Regions from separate parts of the Mus musculus genome. Here region 2 is linked to region 1. The links are chromatin contacts, called in public HiChIP or PLAC-seq maps. All regions are on one chromosome and are shown on one strand. The core of a region is the stretch at or near the end of the contact, and the rest is flanking DNA. Distances in the headings are between cores, read along the strand shown.

Region 1 (7,573 bases), core at 1,982-4,481:
CACAGGTCCACTGAGTGCAAGAGCAGCCTAGTTTAGGATCTTGAAATACCTATGTTTCCTGTTTTTACAGAGCACGTACGTTTAGCCCATTTATGTTGACCCCACCATACATCTTAAACAACTAATTACCAAATGAATTAGGTCACTGCAACTAATTTGAATTTTTCATTGTGTCTTTAATGTTTATTGTCGTGTAGCTGTTAAGCTTTAAAAACCGCTGTTTAGCTTAGCATGGAGATGCTCAGGCTTAAGAATGAAGGTTGTCAGTGTTAGGTGCATTGTCCATTGTAGAGAGGACCGAAGTATATTTACTGTTGCTGTTCTTAGTTCTTAGCAGGTTGGTGAATGTAGCAATCAGATGGAAATGCTGAGGTTTAACCGTAGGGTTTTAATTGCTCTGTAGTCAGTGCTTTCATCATGGGGACTTGGGGAGTCCTTGAGAATTTAGTATATGGTGACTGAGTTATACAGCATTCATAAAAAGTGAGTGGTCAGGAATTAGTGTTTACATAAAATCATCACTGCAGAATGATGCTCAAGATTTTCAAGTTCTGGAAAATAGGATGGGATCTGTCATTGTCTCTACTTTATAATTATCAAATCTATTTCTACTGCCTTTGATTGAAATAAAATATTTATACTTATGGAAACTATGTAGTTTAATGTCCAGAATTTGATTTTACGTCCCTGTAAAAGAAGACAGACATGCATAGAAATACTTGCTGCAAGAATAAAACCAATAAGATTTCACTTGGCTAAAATTAGCCACATGAGCTTACTAAATATGAGTTAATTTCTGTCATCAAAAACATAATAGAAAGCTGTGAGGCCACTCAATGGCACAGCACTTGGCTTAGCCCTGGGTTCAATCCCCAGCACACATACACACCACAAACAAACAAAACCCAGCAGAGAAGACCTATATATAAAGTGGTGACTCTTGGATATAGGTAAGGCTCAACACATACTTTCAAGAATGCCATAAATACAGAATAGAGAAATAGCTAGGAGTTATTTTTTACTATGAACTTATTTACCTTGCATATTCTTTTTAATCTTCTCATTGGCTTTATTATTGCTTTTTACGACAGGGGAAACAAGCCTGAACGATCTTGCTTTAGGTTCAAAAGCTTTTACCCGGGGCTGCCCTGATTTAGTGGTCCAGCTGCTTTCTATGTGGGGACAGCAGGCTGGAATTGGTAGTAGGAATGTGACTCTATTGAATCAGAAGCACCATTGTGGAACAGATTTTAAAATGAGAAATAGCTAGAGAGAGGAAGGTGGTTCAGGTATCTAATTTCAATATACGCATAGATGCTCAGACTTAAAGAAGAAACTCCCCTTATCCCCCACCCTCACCCCACACACAAGGTAAAGGAAATTATCAATATTCTAGAATTAGTAGTACATGGTTCAGTTATTGTGGTCACCTCAAAAAATACATGAGAGCTGGAGGGTCAAAAACTGAAATTGGCTAAATTTCAGAAATGGTAACTTGAGAGACATGGAGAAGGACAGGTGTGAGAGTGAGTCCCCAACATGGCAGAGGAGGCTGAGATGACAAGAGTGGCACTGCTCTAACCTAGAAGCGTGAAGGGAGACAGGCGAGGAAGTGACCATGAAGCAGGGTCGAAGGTTTCTGACTTCCTGCTGTGGGAGACAGGGTGAGGGGAACCAAAGCAGGAAGGCATACTGTGAAACGCCTGTGCCCACAGAAGGGATATAGCACTAAACTTCCCAACACGAGAATATTCTGTCTTCTAGTCTCTGCCAGAAATAGACAAACTACACAACTTTACCTCAGAAATGTTGACAGGAAGGGGGAATGAGCAGCGCCTCACTGCCAGAACAGAGCAATTGAAAGGGACTCCCACCAACTCTGAGATGGAATTTAACAGGCAAAGCACTTATGATCACTTGGCACTTAATCCCACAGCACATTTCAGTGTGTGGCATATACATTATAAAGTCCACTACTGGGGGCTGGAGAGATGGTCAATGGTTAAGAGCACTGACTGCTCTTCCAAAGGTCCTGAGTTCAATTCCCAGCAACCACATGGTGGCTCACAGCCATCTGTAATGGAATCTGATGCTCTCTTCTGGTTTGTCTGAAGACAGCTACTCTCAGATTTCCATTAGAAAAAGTACCTTAGTGCCACAAATTAAATCAGACTGAGTAGATGAGACCATTTAACAGTATGTCCCCCTGCCCCTAAGACTATGCTGACCAGTGAAACTAAAAGCTTCTCTTCTCGGGACTGTCACCTGGAACTGCCCGCCTGTCTCTTCTCAGTGCTCACCTTTGTAACAGCAAAAGTGGGAATTCTAATCCAGACCTTGGTGTGTGAGCTAAAATTTCCAGGCTCCATCATCACCTTACCTGAAAAGGAGAGCAGATGCCCCAACAACCAAGGCAAGAGGAGAAGACAGACAACAGTGGACTTTCTCATCGGAAGTCACAAAGTCTTCTCGGCTTTTATTACACCCAAGGTAATAAAACAAGTACAAAATAACCTTGTAATAAGGATACTGTGTCCATCAATAAAAAAGAAACCACTAGTGTATGAAGAGCTATACACACATGGCTAAAATTAATAGTTGTAAATGGGGAGTTGTTTTCTTTTTTTTTTTCTTTCAGAAATGGTAGATTAATAAAACAGGACAAATAAAATACAGTGCTCTAAATATGCATAACCATAAACACTAAGTCTATACACTACTATTAGCATAACAGATCCATTGCTTCTATTTACCAACCATGCCCATTCCCTCCTAGCTTTAAGGACAGCTTCCTCTAAGGAATACTAGGTGCAGCATAAACCTTAAATAATCTCAGGTATTGTAGGAGTTACAGTCTACAGAGAAATGAACTCCTTGTCAATCTAGATAAGAGCAATGCCAACCATTCCTCACATGCACTTCTCTTAGAATAAAGCCCCTTGGCTAGCAGGCTAAGCTCAGGCTACAAACTGCCCCCAGCCACACATCCCCTCTATGATATCTACGTCCCCACATTGGCATTCACCGTCCCCACCCCTAAAAAGTGCAGTTCCTGGTAGCTTTCCTAGGAAATGGTTCAACAGGTTTCCCAGAAGACACGCTTCTGAAAGCCCCTCTGAGCGAGCACCAGTGGTGGTGATGAGGAACTGTGTTCCTGCACTGTAGTTACAGCAGTGTGTTCTGAACACTTGAGTTTGTGTGTGTGTGTGTGTGTGATTTTTAAAATTATCTTGGTGCCCTGTGATGTAATGGAGAGAACATCTGTTTCCCCAAGAAGAAGAGGAAGTGGGGATAGAGATGAAGGCTGGTGACCCCAGTCTGGCTAAGTGTCCAGCTCTCCTCCTGGCCCTGCAGGTTCTTTCTCAGAAACTAGTTATTGCTTCCACGCTGCCGCTACAGGGAATGCTCTGCAAAGACCGTGACCCTCCCTGGTCACGGTTTACCTGCAATGGCTCTGCTCTGAAAAGCACACCAGCCCAAGAGCTCTTACCAGAGGGAAAATGTTTAGCCCTCAAGGTCACTGAAACTTGGTTAGTGCAGTTTAGAGTAAATGCATACTATTTGGCTTATGTTAAATGATTATTGGCACAATGTTCTTGAATTTCATGTATAAATATGATCTGCACATAGGCCATAGCCCTTGGGTGGATCAGCCAATCTGCACCATTTTTATGTCAGCAATAATTCCATCTCTTCCTTTTGAGCACTGTAGGGAGAGCTGCTTCATCCGGGTTTCCAAGGCCTGGCTCTCAAGGGACGTGCTGCTTTGGCTCCTGCTCCTGCCACTGCCACCGTTGGTGCTGCCGAGAACACGGTTGTTGTTGGCTTTGTCACTCATTTTATTCTCGGCCCCTTCTGCTCTGTCTCCTGCAGAGATACAAAGATTGCCAAATGGGGGTGGTCAGTTTCAAGAGTTCCATAGGCACCAGCATCGGCCACCTGAGCCCTCTGCCATTCCTGCTGTCCACCATACATCTCAGAGGTTCTCCAGCACTGGGTGGCACACTACATGCACTCACTAATCTGTTCTTTAGAGATGAGATGTACCATTGTCATTTTGTAGCTAGGAAGCGAACCTCTCCAACAGGAACTTGCCGAGAGGATTGTTCTTAGGGGAGACATGGGACCTAAGTTCTGCTTGGTTGAAGTTGGCCAGGACTGTAGAAGTGCCCTTGAAAGTAATCTGAGTGATCCATCCCACTGTATGTTCTCAGGGCCCCTGAGACCTGGCAAAGGTATGGACAGTGCACAAGTTGAGCTGCAACCTACCTCGTTCAACCTCACATTCAGGGGAGGAGGCCCCACTGCATTCACTTCGAGGACCCAGTATTGGGAACATCATCCCAAATTCTGACAGGGACACAGGGCTAGGCAGATCCAGACTGCCAGGCCTTGCCACTGCAGGGAACTGATCAGGCATTTCAGACGGACTCGTCGGTCCCGAACTAAAGCTGGACACAGACTGGGTTTCCGAGTCATCTTCAGACACCAAGTTGCTGCAGTTGTCATCTTCAAAGGCTTCTGATGCCACTGTGATGAGAGAGGACATCAATCACATGGGATCTGCCAGGTAGTAGCCCAGTCCCTTAAATGCCTGCAGACATGCTCTCTGCTGGACATGCTCACACAACATGGAGTCTGCAGGACCTGCATCGCACCTGAACCTGTCTGACCAGCCTCCAGAACAGTTTGAAAGGAAGCGGCTTGTCCAGCATATACAAAGGCCTGAGTTCCATCCCCAGCGCCGAAGGAAAGGGGAAGGTAAATTCAGACTAGCCCTTTGTAATGTAGCCTATACTAGGCAGAAGGAAGACGGAAGCAGCAAGAGCTGCTGGAAGGAGGGGCAGGCCGGGGTGGGATGTCTGATAACTTCTGATCTCAACAGACACGCTACAAAGTACAGTGCTCCTTTCCAGTACTCTAACTGACTCTGAGTTTGTGGACAGAATAACCGAGGCTCAGAGACAGGCCATTCTTGTTTTCAAAGCCTCTTCAGCCTGCACTATCACTTTTAAGATCCTTCCCAGTTCCCATTGTGCCTGTGACTGTTTAAACATGGCCTAGCGTTCCAGAGTGGATTGATACAAGTGCTGTGCTAGGAAATGGGTCCAGATCTGAACTCATATCCTAACGCCACTGCTGACTGTGTGGCCTTGTAAGTCACTTGACTGCCCAGCTTCGGGATGCTCTGTGCACAGGATTAATGAGGTAATATGTAAAGTAACTCAGTACATAGGCATTGGTTACATTTTAGTTTCATTTCCCTTCAAACTGGCAATTCAGCATTTGTTGATGGCCTTTAACACTTGGTGGGGCCAGAGATGCTCTTCTAGAGGACCCAGGATTGATTTCCAGCACTTACATGGCAGCTAATAACTAATTCCACAAGACCCAGTGTCCTCTTCTGATAGCAGGCAATTATGTGGTATACATAGATTCATGTGGGAAAGATACAAATTATTTTTCTTAAATAATAGTAATAAGGAAAAGAAAAAAAAAGAGTTGCTGAGGAGGAAGCCTAAGCACACAGGAAAGGGAGAGCTATGAGGTAGTGTTCTTGTCAGTAGTTTTCTTGATTAACGGAAGCTAGGTCAATCCTATCATTTCTGCACAGGATATCCCTGAGCAGAGGAGACCCGTGTGCTCAGACCCTAGGGAGAGCTGCCAGGTATCTCCTCAGCACCCTGTGTAGCAGAGTAGACCCTCATGCAGCTGACACAGCAAACACATCAAGGCCCCTCTGTCCCCCATCATTGGTGAAATGGGAACTGAATCAAATCTGGATCCCAAGTCCCTATTACACCTTTCCTCAGAACTCCTTAAAGGCTTGAATGCTCTCCTGTGTACTTAGACTGCCTGAGACGGGGAGAGGTAGAACATTTCCCAATCTTACTGGACCACAGAACGCTAATACTCAGTAGCAATCAAATGAGCACAGCGTCCCACAATACATGAGAAACCACCAAAACAGCCTGTAGGCTGCCCAGCGCTCACATTCATCTGTGATGGGCAAAGAAAGCAGATCACACACACTGATCCCTGCTGGTCAGACTTACCAGAAATGGCGTCAGGCTCAGGTTTGCTTACAGGCAGGTTCTCCACTGAGGCGATGCTGCCCTCTGCCCCCACGCCACAGCCCCGGGGCCCCATGGCATTGGAACGCCGCCGCTCGTGTATCTCATCTGAGATCCTCTCCAGGCTCTTCAGGGCTGCCTTGTACTCGCCCTTTGCCAGGGCCAGCTTGGCCTGAAGGTCATCCACCGTCTTCTTCAGTTGCTGAATTGGAAGATGGGGGACTTGGTAAGCCAACGTGGCCCTGGATGTCCCCACTGATGGAGGGGGTGACACATGATTACAACACAAAAGAACTTCTTGACACACCCAAGATAATTGACTAGAGAAGGATCCAGTGACTTTCACTCATGGCTCCCCATTCAATGTGAAGAGCATCTCTTTCATCTCCACACCAGGCCATAAGACAGACGAGAATATGCAGATGGTCACTAATAGAATGCAGCCCTCATGGGAGGAATGGTAGACACATTAAGTCCTGCAGCCTCCTCACTTGGTTCCTGATAGAAGTTCCTGGCCCATATCTGAATCACTTGTAGGGTCATTTACAATGCAGATAGGTTCTGACATAGGGTGGGGAGCCTGGGTACTCTACCAGAATGTTCTTAGGGCAGCTTGTCTTGGGCACTCACACTGAGACCTAATAAAGGCTGGCACAATACAACAAGCAGTTGAGAGCGCGCAAATGCTGATAGCGCTGGACAACACGCAACACCCAAGACCATGTTGAGAACTGAAGTCTAGAACTATGTTTCTCCATTCTCCCCTCACAGCAGGACATTTAAGGCCTAGTACCACGTTAAAGTTGAATTTTGAATTTGAGGAGGGGTGGGGAACAAAATATTAGTGACAAATACAAGGTCACACATACCTCAAGCTGCACGTAGTACTTTGCCTTTAGCTCAAAATAAGGCCTGTAGAAGACAGAAAAAAATAAAAAAAACCCTGTAAGAATATGATCTCATGAATTCTAGATCCATCCATTACAGCTAGTCAGGCCATTCAGCATATAGGCCACCAGCAGAGCTGTTGGCTAATCCAAGGAAGCCCGTCTCAAGATTTTGGAAACTTTATTCCCTGGCTTGTTTTGCTCTGTAGGGTGGCTGCTTTGGCCTACTGGGGCTGAGAAACAGGCTGCTTAAAATACTCCCTCTGCTGAGACCAACTATGGAAGAAAGCAACGCCACTCCCTGACAGCTGGGCCTAGCAGGACCGCTGTTTCTTCAACTTCAAATCAGCCCTCCTGTACAGTAACCAAGGCTAGACAACTAGTAGACTAGGCTAGACAACTAGTAGACTAGGTTACAGGCAAGGAAAATGATAAGTGCCATGCACTCTGGGTCAGACAGAAGAACTGGTACTTTGTAGCAGCTTTGGTGTCTGAGCTGTTTCTCCTCCATCAAATTCCTAAGTCCTGCGTCTGTAATTGCTAATGGCAACACCTTGCAGGACCCCTCTGCTATGTAAGGAAAATCTGAAGCTTGGGCATAAGCTCCCTTTA
Region 2 (7,573 bases), core at 2,980-5,479, 720 kb after region 1:
ATACTCCATTGCAACAGTGTGGCGGGGACTTCGTGGGCTGGGTAGCCTATGTCACAGGAGTTGACTGGGCCAAGGAAAATTAAGAGGCAGCAGCAGAAGAGTAATCAAAAAGAAATGTCCACCTGAGGGGAGGATTAACACCTGAGGGGAGGATTAACACTGAGGGAGAGGAATGTAACATGGCCCCTCACTTCAATCTGGGCTGGGGCTCAAACCCAGGGCCTGTGGGCAGCCAAGTAAGCGCTCTACTACTGGGCTTCACACTTACAGATCTAAAGGAATCTCTTCTTTTGCAAGTAAGACCTGATGAGGCTTTTCTGTTATTGTCTTTGTACTTACCAACTTATTGTCTCTGACATTGCAGGACCTCTGTGGAAATTTCAGTATATGAAAAACTTCTCTGTGTTCTGGGTGGTGCAAATCTAGAGGTCTTAGTCTACAGTACTGGCACCAAAATACTGTGTGAGCCAGCTGGCTCCCAGAATCTCATGGGTTTCTAAAGGAAGTGCTGCTGGTTTGCTTTCAGTGACTCTCTGGTTTTGGTTTAGCACAAAAGGAAAAACTACCTTAGCAATCTCAAAGTTTCCAAGTGCTAGGACTAAAGGCATGTCCTATTGTGCCAAGACTAAATCCTTAAGCAATTTTACTTAAAAATGTTATTTTTTTATTTATTTACTTATTTACTTACTTACTTAACTGTCTTAGGGTTTCACTGCTGTGAAAAGATATCATGTTTAACTGGGGCTGGCTTCCATTTCAGAAGTTCAGTCTGTTATGGCAGGAAGCATGACAGTGTGCAGGCAGACATGGTGCTGGAGAAGGAGCTGAGAGGTCTCCATTCTGATCTACAGACAGCAAGGAGGAAACTGGCTTAGCTTGAACATTTAAGACCTCAAAGCCTCACCTCCACAGTGACACACTTACTCTAGCAAGGCCACACCTCCTAATAGTTCCACTTCCGATAGCCAAGCATTCTAGCCTAAGAGTCTGTGGGGGCCATCCCTATTCAAACCACCACAGCCACTTACTGATTTGTGTGTTGGAAGTCAAAGGGCAATTTGTGGGAATTCGTTTTCTTCCTTCCACTATGTGTGTGGGTGTCTTGCCCGTGTCTGTGTAACATGTGTTGGTACTTGCAAAGATCAGAAGAGAGCATCAGATGCCCTGGAACTGGAGTCACAGATGGTTGTGAGCTGCCGTGTAGGTTCTGGCATGTGAACTCAGGGCCTCTGGTAGAACAGCCAGGACCTCTTGTTGTGCCCAGATTGTAAAAACCCCAAAAAGACCACCAGGATTCACAACCCACTATAATCGCAGGAGGATCTTTATTCAAGCTCGAGCTTGGGCCACCAACCTTCCTGATGGAACAGGAAAGAGAGTGAACCCCCAGGTCTAAGGGAAGGGGGTTTAGAAAGGAAAAAAAACCGCAAGCAGGGTTTTCAAGCCTGGGCATTAATGAGAGGGTAAAGGTATGCCGTCCTTCAAACCTCATAGCGTTTGTTCAGACAGCGGGCAGAACCGAGCATCTGGAAAGGGACCTTTCTGACCTGGGAAAAGTAACTTGTGCTGTCAGAAGCTGGTGTAGTTTTACAGCTGGCCACAGCTGTCTGGGAACACTTAGTTCTCTCTTTTTCATAGTCTAAGAGTGGGCCATTATCATTGGCTTCTGTTTCTTTAGGGCAGGAGCCATCTGCACTTGAGAAATGTTGGTTGTTAATGAAAAGTGGTGTGAGTTTCAGTGATGTGGAGGCTGGGGTGGAAGCCAGGTGTGGGGGTGGAGTACTCAGAGGGAGGGAGTGCTATCTGCTCTGGCTCCACGCAGGGTCAGGAGAGTGTAGGATTTGATGTGCAGGTGTCTCATGTCTCTTCACTCTAACCACTGGAGAATCTCGCTAGCCCCCAAACTCTGTTTTACCTGCCCCTACCACAGTCTGGCATTTCTCTACATTGTCTGAGAACGGTTTTAAATTTCAGTTCCGTTTCCCCCAGGAAGCACCATGGCCCACGTTGCCTTGATTCCTGGCTTGTCTCGAGGATCTGTGGGAGCCGTCTGCACTCAGGCTGCTTCGTGGGGACTGAAGGCCAGCACTTTGCGTCACCTTACCCTAGCCAGGTGAGTTGTCAGCCTTTGGTATCATGTGGGTTGGTTCTCAGAGATCTGATCTGCTGATGGTTGGGGGGTGGGGTCCCTTCAAACTCAAGAGAGAAAGCACGCTGGCTTCAATGTGCATACCAACATTGGAAACTGCTGAGTGTGCAACTTACCACTGGTTGAGTTTCAGTATTTTGTACAATCCACAATTAATTGTATTTTCAATAGCCATGATTTGGTAGGGGGTGGGGGATGTGTGACAGGGAAGCTAGTTTAATTATTTTATAAGGATGATGCTTAATAACCCAATTTTTCCTTCTTTTAAAAAGCATAATTAAATCCAGAAGGAAAACGGACCACCTAGAGAGAACTGCCAGTGTCCTCCGCCGGGAGGTTTGTGTCTCTGGGGCATGGTGGGGGTCCTGGCTGGGCAGCGTGCACACTGACTGGCTGATAGGAAAGGCCTTAGGTGAGGCTGAGCCCGGTGAGGGTCAGTGAGATTTCCTCCTCCTGAGTAGGGGATTTGTACCTAATTAGATAGCAGTGGCTGAGTGGTGCTAAGGTTGTCCACTAAGTTTGGCATGAGTGGGTGTTTCAGTGAGGGAGCACGGCCATGGCCAAGGCCCCCTCCTCACAGGTACACTGAGGAGAGAGAACTTGTAGCGCCTACACATGGCTTACCTTTGTTTCTTTTACTTTTTTTCTTTTTTTTTTTCTTTTTTGCCATCATGTCAAAGTCCTTGTGTTTCCTGCTTTCGAAGCACCTCCTAGCTGGTCAGCAGCACTGACATCTGGGACAGAAAGGTGGCCGAGCTCTTGCCCCTCCCCTGCAGCCTGTCAATCATGCCCAGGCTCTAGTAAGCTAAGCTGCCTCCTGAAGGGTGCGGAGGCCTGGGAAATAGAGGAGCCTCACCTGTGTCCCAGCCCTGTGTCCGTGTCACACACACAGTGGACAGACATTTGCTTTGACTTTTTTGAGTAGTTTCACACATATTCAGATGTATTTAGTTTAGTGTGGTACATCTCTGTAAAGCAAGGGAAATCCTGTATGTATGCACTTCTACAAACATGGTCAGAAGTTATATTGTTGTCATAGTTGCATTTTATGTTACAATATAAGGAGACACTTTAACCTATATACTGCTTAGGCCCTCCTGTTAAAACTTAATTCTGCTTCAGCGAATTGCTTTGGCACTAAGGTGATTGTTGCTTCCGCTTTGATTAAATTTTCTTTTTGAGAAGTATGTGAAGCTAATGCCGCAGAGGAAGTTAATGGGCAAATAAGAAAATAGAGATTCCCACTGATGGATCTGAACACACACACAAAAGTGCTGATCAACATGAAGTCTTGTCAGATTATAAAGGAAAAAAGGTTTACATCACAAGCTTGTGTGTACACTTCTGTGGCCTGTAGAAGTGGGTAGATAAATTAGGGCAAACTTTGTCCAAAGGTCCAGGTAGTTAAGTAATCTCATCACTGGAGGTGCAGACAGTCATGGGTGGATGTAAGCCAATCATCAGGCTTGCTGTGTCCAATCAAACACGACTCTCCAGAGTACTGGGCTTTGGCCTGCAGGTAGCAGTTACCAGTGTTTGAATTAGAGTCACCATTCAGGATCTTATAGGGCAGAAGTATCAGGACTTTGAGGAGGTTCTTCTGATCCTGGTGTAAGACAAAGACAGGCAAATATAAGCTCTGACAGTGTGATTGACAGCAGAGCACTGGGTACACAGGAGTCAGGAAGTTTCAGGACTACAGTTCTGATCCTGTTGCTGTCTTTAGGAGAAGAAATTCCTAACTTCATTTCCCTCTTTTTATCTCAAACTTTTATTCTCCCAAACAGAATGAGAAGTGGGAGGAGATGGGAGGAGCTGTGGAAACCAGCTGATCTCTGGGGCAAGCACCTCAGCGTTGTGTGACATGGGGGAGGACTCAGTCCCCTCCAGAGTGTCCTCCCAGGCACAGAGATAGGGCAGTAGAGTGTACGGTAGCAAACCACATCCACTTACCATTGGCCGGCAACATTAGAAGTGCTTTCGTTTGTATTATCTACTTTACTGTTCCCAGCAACCCTATGAAGCAAAGGTGTTACTGGTTCAGTTCATAGTTGAAGGCAGCGAGGGCATTGGCCTGAGGTACATGGTGGTAGTAGTGCCAGCATTAAAGTCTGGGCTGTGTCACTGTGGAGTCACCTGTTGACAGCTATGAGCTGCTCAAGAGAAAGCCGGTGGCCTCGTACGCCGTTTCTGATGAAACAGGAAGTAGTGGAACTGAGTACAGAAGCCTGGCTGGAAGTTGTTGGAGTAGAATCTGTCACAGACGGAGGTTAGAATCGGGAGTATAGGTAGAAGGGACATTGCCTGGTGACACAAGTCTGTAATCTTAGCACTAAGGCAGAGGATAGCAAGCTCAAGGCCAGCCTAGGCTATGTAGAGAGACCCTGTGGTTTTTTGTTTGTTTGTTTTTTGTTTTCTAAGCTGCAGGCATGGGGGCCTGACATGAAAAATCAGCCACATGTTTTCCAAGACAGGAGGAAGAAGGGATTAACAACAAGCAGAGAAAGAGAGGCAAGGGGTTTTACAGCAGAGAACAAAGGATGGGAATTCCAGGAGCTATTTTGAGGTAGTAAGACGTTTTCTAGTAGAATGTTTTAAGTGATCTCTATTGAGACTTGGTTAGACCTGGAAGTCCTGTTGAAGGACAGGCCAGACTGAGCTAGCATTGGAGTGGGAGGTTTCCAAAGCGTCCCCTGGTGGGGCTGGTTGGGGCCCCTCCATTGAGGGGACTGCATTTGATTAGCCCCTGCCCAGTGCCACGGGTGAAGCTGAACAGAAGGGAGTTGAGGGGAGTCATGTCTGTCTTCTACCCAGGTTTAATACCCAGGTGTAGAGGAGGAAGAGGAATACAGAGCAGAGGGGGAGTGAAGGACGTGGAGACACCTTACATTCAGTGGGTGCTCAGTAGAGAGCAAAATCACCCCTGAGAGTAGTGCGTCCCAAACTCCCACTAGGAAAGGGCTCTGTGGCATTCTTGGCTTAAGGTCGTGACGCTTATATTTTAGAAAAATAAAATAAATTAAGACATAAGCATACAAGCCAAGTATGGTGGTACACATTTTAATCACCACTCAGGAGGCAAGGGCAAGTGATTTCAAGGCCAGCCTAATCCACTTAGTACCAGTCCAGCCAGGGCTGCATAGTGAGGCCTCAACTCAGAAAACAAAAGTCAAGAAGGAAGCACATGAGTACAAACCCAGACTCCTGTTTCTTTGCTCTGTAAAAGGTGCCTAATGCTTTCTGTGAACGTCTGCTGCTAGCATGCCATGGACTTCTTACTCAGAAGCAATCATGGCCTCGCCTGGCCTACTACTGAAGGGGACTTTAGATGCCAGCCAGGGCTGCTGAGGGCATCACACACAGCTCTTCAGGGTGCCAACACCCAGATGGATACTGGTTACACAGTCCCTGTAAGGACGTTTGTATTCAGAGTGAGACAGCATTGTAGTACATCTCAGAAAGTTCACTCAGTTTGCACACTTGATGCAGAGCAAAGCCGTGTGTGCTGTGCCTTGTTGGACAATTTTCCAAAACCACATGTCTCTAAGCCCCAGACCTCTCTGCTTCAGGTCATGGCTGCAGCTAAGGTGTGTGAAATCACTCACGAGTCTCCATCAGTGAAGAGCCTCCGTTTGCTTGTTGCTGATAAAGACTTTTCCTTTAAGGCTGGCCAGTGGTGAGTGGAGTTTCCCTTGTCCAAGGGTGTGTATTTATGAAAATTGCTATCAGGCAGTATATTTTCTTCTGGAAAGGACTTCTCTACCAGGAGAGAGGAATTCTGGGTCATTCCTGTTTTGGCATGCACAACTTGATTCCTTTTCTGGTTGGCACCCATGTGTCCCTCTGTCTAAAGCTACCTTTTGTAGTCCAGTGCTCGTCTGTGGAACCTCAGTTGTGTCTGCAGATAGTCACCTGATCTGCTCCAGTTGTGGTTGCTGGGCACTGATGCATTTCTGAAAAGCAGTCTTTGTTCTAATAGATTAGACAAGGTGGCTGAAAACAGGGCCTTGGCCTCAAACACAGAGGTCTGAGTGTATCACACCTGGCTGGCCACCTTACCTGGAACTCAGAGGGCCAAGTGCACCACCACACCTGGCTACTTTATCTTTTTGAGAAACTTGTCTCATTGAACCTAGCACTCGATTGATTAAAACACTAATGAGGGCAGACGTTAACCCGGCCTTGTATTCTTGGAATTTTCCTGTCTTTATTTGAATGGATATTGGTCTGTACTTTCCGTTCAGTGTCTGATTACCAGCTTCGTTAGAATAAGTTCCACTGTCTCTTCTCTTGTGTTTGGGGTAGTTTCTGAAGGGTTGCTTTTAATTCTACTTCAACTGTGTTGCAACTCCCCAGTGAACTGAACCTGAACTGAAGGTCTATTAGTTTTATTAGTTTAGTTCTTTGAGCTTGTATAGATCGGTTCAGGTTTCTCTGTTTTTTCCTGGTCCATCTTTGCTAGTTGATATCTTCTTAGTAATATGTGTGGTTCATCTAAATTACATCTTAGCAAAATAATTCTTCATAAAATTGCTGAAATTTTGTAAGTTATACTTGTTCATCTTCTATTAATTTAGCAGTTTAGCTTTTTCTTCGTCTACTAAAATGCTGTCAACTTTGTTTTATTGCCTGCTGTTGACCATTTTTTAAATTATTGCAACAGTGATGGTTTGTTCTTCTGTCCCTTTTAGGGTTGATTTCTTCATCCCAGGAGTCTCAGTGGTTGGTGGGTTTTCAATTTGCTCCAGTCCCCAACGGCTAGAACGAGACAGAATAATAGAACTGGCGGTGAAATATGCAGACCACCCTCCTGCTGTCTGGGTTCACAATAAGGTGAGCAACTACTTTTAAAACACAACTTTTTTTAATGTACATAATTATTTTATCGGCATGTTTGTCTGTGCACCATACGAACGTCTCTCTCCCTCGGAGGCTCTCAGATGCCCTGGAACTGGAGTCACTGATGGTTGTGAGTCACTGTGCGGGTGTGTGGAGCCAGACCTGAGTCCTCTGTAAGAGGGCCAAGTGCTCTGAACTACAGAACGGTCTCTCCAGACGCTCAACTGACTTTTAAATTTAGAGGTCTGAGCATCTCTGCCTCTCTTTAAGTCTGTGTTCTGCTCAGTTGGTCCCCTTGTAACCTGAACCTGGAGGGACGAGGGTCCTGAATAGCAGATGTCGAGTGGGAGGACCAGGAAGGAGAAATAAACTTAGGCCAAGCAAGCCTAGTAAGAAATACAGCATCCTATATACTAATTGAAAGGGGGAAGTGCCCAAGGTCAGCAGAGAGCTAAGTCAGACACTATTGGCAAAAAGAACACAGGATACCTCAGACACAGCTGCCTAAGACCTATTTTATGAATTCAATGGAGTTTTTTTTTTCCATTTGGTCATCTTAAGTTGTAGAAGCTTAGATTAAATCCC

The links. HiChIP or PLAC-seq counts read pairs in DNA pulled down with a chosen protein or histone mark.
Region 2: a contact with region 1 is called in an H3K4me3 HiChIP or PLAC-seq map of bone marrow-derived macrophages, with 4 times the contacts expected there. The contact joins two enhancer-like sites. A contact is called at or near these places in 8 of 39 promoter capture datasets (the 3T3-L1 cell line, the HPC-7 cell line, HPC-7-derived erythroid cells and 5 more), 1 of 484 Hi-C or Micro-C datasets (cortical neurons) and 3 of 115 datasets of contacts at active chromatin or transcription factors (bone marrow-derived macrophages, differentiating embryonic stem cells and hepatocytes).

The regions. Positions count from the first base shown.
Region 1 is chr14:31,371,335-31,378,907 of GRCm38.p6, forward strand. It overlaps Sh3bp5 (SH3-domain binding protein 5 (BTK-associated)), which reads right to left. Exons shown (of 9, transcript NM_011894.3): 6 at 6,944-6,986; 7 at 6,057-6,276; 8 at 4,270-4,530; 9 at 1,280-3,867. The coding sequence ends at 3,650. It overlaps Capn7 (calpain 7), which reads left to right. Exons shown (of 21, transcript NM_009796.3): 21 at 1-650. Among named protein-coding and RNA genes, the nearest start is that of Capn7, 38 kb to the left of the region's middle. Within about 2 kb of position 3,232, at least 2 of the 459 cell types and tissues checked have an H3K27ac peak or open chromatin away from gene starts, as enhancers often do. A contact at or near this core is called in bone marrow-derived macrophages, where this site is marked.
Region 2 is chr14:32,089,647-32,097,219 of GRCm38.p6, forward strand. Oxnad1 (oxidoreductase NAD-binding domain containing 1) reads left to right here. Exons shown (of 8, transcript NM_145460.2): 2 at 1,990-2,113; 3 at 2,422-2,485; 4 at 5,719-5,825; 5 at 6,841-6,982. The coding sequence starts at 1,998. Among named protein-coding and RNA genes, the nearest start is that of Oxnad1, 7.7 kb to the left of the region's middle. Within about 2 kb of position 4,230, at least 51 of the 459 cell types and tissues checked have an H3K27ac peak or open chromatin away from gene starts, as enhancers often do. A contact at or near this core is called in bone marrow-derived macrophages, where this site is marked.